Linked DNA regions of Macaca mulatta: region 2 is linked to region 1. A link is a contact called in public Hi-C data. All regions are on one chromosome and are shown on one strand. Each heading gives the region's core, a stretch centred on a gene start, on an enhancer-like site or on the middle of the called end of the contact. The rest is flanking DNA. Distances are from core to core; before and after follow the strand shown. Region 1 holds the start of FBXO10 (F-box protein 10). Region 2 holds the start of POLR1E (RNA polymerase I subunit E).

Region 1 (4,076 bases), core at 825-3,324:
TCCATCTCAAAAATGTATCATTTATTTGTATTGGAAACATTTAAATCTTTTAGCTATTTTGAAATATACAATAAATTATTGTTAACTATAGTCACAGTCACTCTACTGTGCTATCGAATGCTAAAATTTATTCCTTCTTTCCACTTCTGTACCCATTAACCAACCTCTCTCTATCCCCTTCCCCTCCCAGCCTCTCTGGTAACTGTCATTCTACTTGCCAACTCCATGAGATCAACTTTTTAGCTCCCACGTATGAGTGACAACATTCAATATTTGTCTTTCTATGCATGGCTTATTTCACTTTACATAATGACGTCTAGTTCCATCTGTGTTGCTGCAAATGACAGGCTGAATAGTATTCTGTTGTGTATATATGCCACATTCTTTTTATCCATTCATCTGTTGATGAATACTTAGGTTGCTTCCATATCTTGGCTATTGTGAATAGTGCTACAATAAACACGGGGATCCAGGCATACCTTTGATATGCTGATTTACATTCTGGATAAATATCCAGCAGTGGGACTGCTGGATCATATGACAGTTCTAGTTTTAGTTTTTTGAGAAACCTCCATACATTTTTCTATAATGGCTGTATAATTCAGTGTATGAGAGTTCCCTTTTCTCCATGTCCTCACCAGCATTTGTTATTTTTTTTGTCTTTTTGTTAATAGCCATTCTAACTGACAGTGTCAAATTTAACAAGTTCAAATGGGAGTTCTTGATCTGCCCCCACTTCCAAATATGTTCCCCTTACAATAGTTCCCATTTCAATAAATATCACCTCCATGGGCCCAGTAAGTAGGTTAAGCTACCAATCTCTGCTTCCACTCTTAACTCCTGTCTTCACATAGTAGCTGACATACTGTTTTAAAAGGTATCAAATCCTCCACCCCTTCAGTGGCTTCCTGTTACATACAATTTTAAAATCCTTATCATGGCCTACTAAGTGCTGCATGATCTGGCCCCTGCCTACCTTTCTGATCTCACTTCTCCCCGTTAAAAAGCTTCAGAGAAGCTAGACGTTTTCCATTTCCACAAAGAGCAATCTTTTCTCCTTCAGCCCAATCCACTTGGCCCAAGAGCTTTCACAGGGCTTACCCTGCCCCGCTTCCATTTGGCTCTTTATCTTACTCTGAGAGGTCTTCCTTGACTACCCTTCCTTGGTCCCTAATTTATTTAGTTTTATTTTTGAAACAAGAGGCTCACCCTGTCACCCAGGCTGGAGTGCAGTGGCATGATCATGGCTCACTGTTAACCTCGAACTCCTGGGCTCGAGCGATCTTTCCTCCAGCCTTGGCCTCCAAAAGCGCTGGGATTACAGGCATGAACCACCACACCTGGCCCCTATTTATAAATTACAGTTCCTTCCGTACATTTTCTACAATTTTAAAGACATATTGGTTTAAATGACGCTTGATTACTGTCTACTTTCTCCACTACAGAATTAACTTAAGGAGAATAGGAACCATACCTGCTTTGTTCAGTTTTGTGCTCGTAATAGTAACGGCACCAGCAGCAACAAACATACAGCATTTACTTTGTGGCAGGCATTATGCTAAGCGCCATACATACAACTAATTTAATATGTACTCCTAGTATATTGTCTGGACGTAGCCAATGGTCAGGTTGTTCAATGAATGAACCCAGCCCCTACATGCTCACCTACAGGGAGCCTAGCACCCCTGGAAACTGCTCCTTATACTGTTAGATAACTGGTGCTCGCAGGAATCTTATTTACACCGTATTGGCCTTAGCATGTCTCCCTGCAGTTTCCACCCACTGGTTCTATTTCTGCCCCTTCTGGGGCCACGCAACACGAGCCTGAATCGTCCTTCCGCAAGCTCGCCTTTGCAGTACCCGAAGACCCACGCGCCCCCTCCTGGTCTCCATTCCTCCCACCTCCCGGTGCCCCTCCGGCAGATACAGCTTTTCTGCGCGGTGGTCGGGAAGCCCAGCCCCGGCTAGCCAGCTGCTCCCGGCATCCTTCGCCGCCTTGCGCGTCACGTGACGGCCGCGGCCCCACACGATCCCCAGGCAGCTGTCCGCCCCCGGGCGGGGCTGGCCGCACGCCGCAGTCCTACCGGCTGCTGCGGCTCCGGGGCGGGTGGCGGGTGGCTTCCAGGGCACGGGCGGCCGCGGCCCGGACTCCGTGGTGGGCGAGCGCCCTGCGAGGTAAGCGGCCGGTGCGCAGAGGCTGCGGGCGAACTTGGGCGTCGGGGGAGGGGACCCGGGGCGCTTCCCCAGGCGACCGACCCAGGAAACGCCGTTCGGTCCTGGCCGAGACTGAGCGTCTGGTCGGGCTTCGGGCATCAGGGGTCTGGCAGAAACGTGAGGGGTGCCCTCAGGCCGCCCGCGGCTCCGCGCTCTCCCGGCACCCGGAGGCTCAGGCACCCAGACGGAGAGCTGTGCCTTGGTTTCCCCTCCCGTAAAACTACCGGACGCCGAGGATGTATCTCAGCGGTGCCTCCAGCCCTGAGATTTTTCGAGTGTGTAAGTGAAGTCGAAGAAGAAACTGACTCTTGGGATGGGGAAGACCCTTCACCTAGGAACGCAGGGGCAAATATGGGTCTGGGCATCCACTGTGTGTTTTATGCAAATCGCAAGCCTCTCAGAGACGGTTTCTTCATTTTTAAACAAAAGTGATAACGCCTGTCCTGCCTCGCTCTTAGGACTGCAGTGAAGAACAGAGGGGAAAGTCATTTGAGGAGCCAGAACTCGAGTCAGCTGTGGGTTCAGATCCCAGTTCTGCCACTTATTGGCTTTGTGACCTTGAGCCAGATTGATTCCTCATCTGTTAAAAGGAGGTAATAAGCTCATAGGTTGCTGGGAGGATTAATTGTAAAGGGTTTAGCACACAGTGTCTAGCACAAAAGCCTCAGTAGATAATGCTGTTAATATAAGCATTATTAGTAAGCTAGAGATTGCCCCACGTAAGGGTTTTTTTGGTTTTTGTTTTGTTTTGTTTTAGGCAGAATAATCACTTTTGTTTCTATATTTTTAGTCCTGAAAACTGCCGTTTTGGTTTTAAGACCTCTTCCCTTTTTCTCATTCTGGGCCCCCTTTGCCTTCTCTTTTACAATTGGCATATGAACCTGTTGTTCCTACTATATGAGTCAGGCTGGATGGGAACGTCAATTTACTTGAGCAGATGGGTATCAGATTCCCTCTGAGGGGAGAGAAAAGTGCCAGGCATGTGTTGCCACCAAAAAAAACCAGAGTACAGTGATTGACTGTCAGAGCTGGAGGATGCCTGGGAAACCATCTAATCCAGCTGTCTCCTTTGCAAATGGAGAGACTGGACCCAGAAGGACGACAGGACTTTGATTTTGCTCAGGACCCAACAGAGTGTTGGCAATGGGTAGTGGAGAGGACGGACCTTTTACCAGGCGCTGTGCTTTCCCTCAGTTCTAATCTCATTCTGCGTTTATTCAGCAGCTATATGGAACCCCTACTGTGTCTTGTACACCTACTAGGATCTGGACATAGAGCAGTGAACAAGACACACATGGTCCCTGTCCTCACGGGGCTTTTTCTAGAGCTAGCTGTGTTAGTTTGAGGTTATATAATGTTTTTTATATATATATATCCATCTCCCTGCCCGTTCTCATTACATTTTAAAATAACAATAAGCTGCAGCTCGCAGTGAGCTTACCTCATAGCAGCTGGCCTCCAGGGATAGGAGCACACAGAGACCTGAATTATTTCAGGATCCCTCACACCAGTTCCAGAGCCCTTGTTGGAGCCTGGTGAGATTTGAGAGACTGGAGAAAAAGCTGCTCTGTCAGGGCTTTTAAGAAAGGATTTCCTTCTGCCCTGGAGCACTTGGATTTCTTTGTATTTCTGGTTTCAGGCCTCTTATTGTTTTTAGATTTCTGAAAAGAGCCGACTTCACCGTAGTGCCTTCATTTTGGTTGCCGTGGTTATCAGGGGAATTGTATTTTTGTGATCGCACAAGTAGCTGTTAAGCAATAAATGGTCAAGCAGTCACCAGTTCACCATGAGTTTCCGTTCTCTGGTTTGTTTCAGTTGCAGTGCAGTTACACTATTCCTTCCTTCCCTCCCTCCTTTTTTCC
Region 2 (4,113 bases), core at 614-3,113, 92 kb after region 1:
GTATCATCTCTCTTTTCTACATTTGCTGAGGCTTTTGAATCCAGACTCACAATGGATTAGAACTAGTTCATCTCTGGCAGATGATCCAGCTCCACTCTCTCTAAGGGAATATGGGGTGTCCCTGCGGGGGAAGCAAGACAGCTTTTGGAAGAGAAGCCTCAGATGGTGCTAGCTTCTAAATGGTATGAAAAGCTCTTGGGGGAATTCTATCACAAGACTTGAGAGAGAGGCCCTGGGCTTCTAGCACTTATAGGCATGCAACAAAGTGATTCTGTAAGCAATCTCTCTTTGGCCCATCTCTCCCATGACTGTTCTTTGTATACTCTCAGGACCATGGCTGATTGACTCCCCAATCATAAGCAAGCTTTCCTGCTTCTCTGCATTTGTCCTCGCTATCCTTTTCACTTAGAACACCAAACCTTGACTGCCAAACCCTCGTTCCAGCCTTCAAGGCTCAGCTCCAACATGACCTCCCTAAGGAAGGCATTCTGGCAGAGACCTCTCCTCCCACTGAGCTCACTCTGCCCTGTAATCTTCCGCACGTGGCCTCAGAGCTTTGTGTAAAAGTGTCCCTCACAGCCAGTTCTCATCTCTCTAGAGCAGAGGTTCTCAATCCAGGGAAATCCACTCTGGTGCTACTGGCATCCAGTGAGTAGAGACTAGGGATGCTGCCCCCACAGCAAAGAATTATTGGCCCCAAAAGTCAATAGTCCTGAGGTTAAGAAACCCTGTTCTAGAGTATGAACTCCGAGTGGGGCTAGGCCTGATTTGGCTGTTTTCCTAGAAGCTTGCAGCACAGGGATACAGAGGAGGTTCCATAAATGCTTGTTGAAAGAATAAATGAATGAAAGATGGAGCCTGTCCCCACATCCCAAGTTGCTGGGCATCAGAGTTCTTCAAAGGTCCATTTGCTACTACTCTCCTGTTTCTCCCCTCACTCCCTCCCACACCACCCACTCCCAGGCGCCTTCTGAGCCCTGCAGAGTGGAGACAGCTGGCAACTGCTTCACTTACCAGGATCCGTTGATTCCTCTTCCTGGGGTTGGTGGAATCTTTGTTCTCATACAAGGTAAAGCGCATGTTGCCCGGACTCTGTAGCTTCCCGTTGGAGAACTGGACTGTAAGAGTGCAGCCCAAGAATCAGGTGAGAGCAGAAGGCCACACAATGTACGGTGGGACTAGACTGTCACTGGGAGGGAGTGAGTGTCAGAATGGGGATGGCAAGGAAGCTCGGGTCCTGACCCAAAGGGAACTAGAGGAGATCCGGGGCCAGCTGAGAAGAGGGGTTAGGGAGGTGGGAGAACCCTGGGGAGGGGCTGTGACAGGGGGGAATGTCTCGCGGAAGGAGGCTGACAGCAGACGCCTGGTCCACACCTAAAGTGACAGAAGGAACCCCTGCCCAGTGAAGAGAGGGAAACGGGGGAGGTGGGAGACCTGGTGGGTGAGGGGACAGCAGGGTCCTGGACACAGCCCTGGGGAGCGGGTGAGTGGGATGTCCCAATCCGGCTGGGCGGTAGTGACAGAAAGACGGACAGGGCAGCCCCGACCGAGCCCAGGAGAGTGGTGGAGACTACAGGCGTCCTGGCCCCGCTGGGGAGAAGCCTAACGGAGTGCGAGGGGACAGCTGAGATACCGAGACGGAAGGGGGGAGGGTTAGAGGAGCACTGCTCCAGCTCTGCAGTCTTTACCCAGTACAGCTCTCTGGCTCCCGTCGGGCGCCCCACAATACTGCCACCTCGCACTCGGCAACACCTCCGCCGCCATCTCGCCTGTCTGTCCGCCAAGTACAGCAGTTAAGACAGCAGTAGCCACAAACCCTCTTTTAAACACGCGGGAGCCTAGGCCGCGCGGCAGGCCGGAAAAGGCGTGGCCCCAGCCGGGCACCGCCCACAGTGCGCGAGCCGCGTGTCCCCGCCCCCCGCGCGGAGAGGCGCGGTCTCCGCCCACAAGGTGCCACATATTCGCGCGACTGGCCGAGGCGCAGCACGTGATTAGCTCAGCGCTCGCTTGCACTCTGGGTGTTGTAGGTCCAGAGCTTGAGGCGTCCTACGGCTTCAGCCTAAGCTTGCTGTGAGCCTTCTTCCGGCTCAGCACAGTCTAGAGAGAGTGTCGTCTCTCTCCTACCGTGACAAACACGTCTTCCCAAGACCTGAAAGACCAAGTTCAAATTTAGAATTCTCTAACAGGAACTCCTTGAGCCCCAACTAAATGTGGCCGCTGGCAAAAAGCCGCCCCTCTCTAGGACCTCCCACCCACCCACGTGGACATCCAGTTCTAGGTACAAGCTTTGTCCACAGTCCGACAAACAGCGCCCCGCAATGCGCTGTGGCGTGCACACATGTGGCCCGATCAACCCTGAGGTGATGGAACAGAAGCCCAACCAACCCCAGAGCCTTTGGGCAGGAGATTCTGGACTGAAATAGAAGAGGGAGTCCGAGCTGATAGACATGTCCCTTTTTCACTGCGGATTCAACCATTCTTCTGCACGGGGAGTTTTCAGAGCAGAAAAAAGACAAAAGCAGGACCTTTAAGCATGGACCCTGGCCGAGGCCCCCTTTGCCCAAAGATGCGTGCTATTGAAGGGCAAGAACTCAGGCTGACTCCCCTCTGTCTTCCAAATCACCTTCTTTCAGAACTCTTTTCCTTCCACACATCCTCACACCCACCTCCAACACCCAGAATCCTAGGAATAATCTTAAAGCCTGCAACTTGTCACTCTTTTCTAATTACCCAGTCTCAAACTTAAAGAAACACTGCAAGAACTTTTTTTGCCCTGAACCATTTAGAGTAAGCTGTCAACCTGATACCCTTTCACCCCTGAAGACTATAGTATTTCCTACAGACAAGGACGTTCCCTAAATAACAACACAGCCATCAGCAAATTGCCAGGCGCAGAGGCAGAGGCAGTTCTATCCCTTGATTCTAGGAATTTGAGACCAGGCTGGGCAACATAACAAGACCCTGTCTCTACAAAAAAATAATCATTAGTCACGTGTGGTGGCACACGCCTGTCGTCCCAGCTACTCAGGAGGCTGAGGTGGGAGGATTGCTTGAGCTTAGGAGGCAAAGGCTGCAGTGAGCTGTGATGGTGCCATTGCACTGTAGCCTGGGCGACCAAAAAAAAAAAAAAAAAAATTTAAACAGAAAAGAATCAGGAAATTAACACTGGTACATTACTACCATGTAATCCTCACATCCCATTTAAGTTTACCATTGTCCCAGCGTTTGTTGTTTGTTTGTTTTTTGAGATAGGGTCTCAGTCTGTCACCCAGGCTGGAGTGCAGTGTTGCAAACAGGGCTCACTGCAGCCTTGACCTTCCGGGCGCAAGTGATCCTCTCACCACAACCTCCGAGCTAACATACAGGTGTATGCCACCACAGCCAGCTTTTTTTTTTTTTCTTAATTAAAAAAATTTTTTTGTAGAGACTAGGTCTCACTATGTTGCCAGGGCTGGTCTCAGACTCCTGGGCTCAAGTGATCCTCCCACCTTGGCCTCCCAAAGTTCTGGGATTACAGGTGTGAGCCATTGCAGCTGGCCCAATCATGTTTTTATAGCAAAAATGTCCTGTCAAGAATCATGTGTTGCATTTAGCTCTCAGAGCCCTTCCTCCCTTGGAAGGCTACCTTGCTTGGCCCCACTTCATGATTTTGGATTGAATTGTTCAGGGAAGGAAAAGGGAAGAAGAAGAAAGAAGAAATAAGGATGAAGAGCTTAATTGTGTGATTGTCTCCCCCATTGATCATTTTTCTCACTAAACTTATTTGGGGTTAACAATAAACACTTTGGGGGTTAATAAACAAATTTATGTTTGTTTTGATCACTGCTTTATCTCCAACTCCCGAACATAGTAGACCCTCAATAAATATGGAATGAATTAATGAATGACACGGCAAAGAATGGGCCTGAATTATCACTAATCTTGGAAGCCTAGCACAGGGACTGGAACTCAAACATGTTTGGTAATGTTGGTTGAAATCAACTAGCATAGGGTTTACACATAACAGACTCTATAAATGTTTTTTGGTTGAATTAAAATGTGAACAGTTAAATCAAAGTTAAAGGTGACCAAGATAACAGTGGCTATGATGAGCCAAGTGTAATTCTTAAGAGA

What was found. Hi-C and Micro-C count contacts between places; a contact is called where the count stands out from the background.
Region 2: a contact with region 1 is called in a Hi-C map of liver, with 2.9 times the contacts expected there. The contact joins the promoter of POLR1E here to the promoter of FBXO10 in region 1. A contact is called at or near these places in 3 of 14 Hi-C or Micro-C datasets (cortical neurons, fibroblasts and liver).

The regions. Positions count from the first base shown.
Region 1 is chr15:62,031,120-62,035,195 of T2T-MMU8v2.0, forward strand. It overlaps FBXO10 (F-box protein 10), which reads left to right and starts at 2,075. Exons shown (of 12, transcript XM_077965682.1): 1 at 2,075-2,175; 2 at 2,673-2,807.
Region 2 is chr15:62,123,806-62,127,918 of T2T-MMU8v2.0, forward strand. It overlaps POLR1E (RNA polymerase I subunit E), which reads right to left and starts at 1,864. Exons shown (of 12, transcript XM_015117423.3): 1 at 1,689-1,864; 2 at 1,015-1,118. The coding sequence starts at 1,764.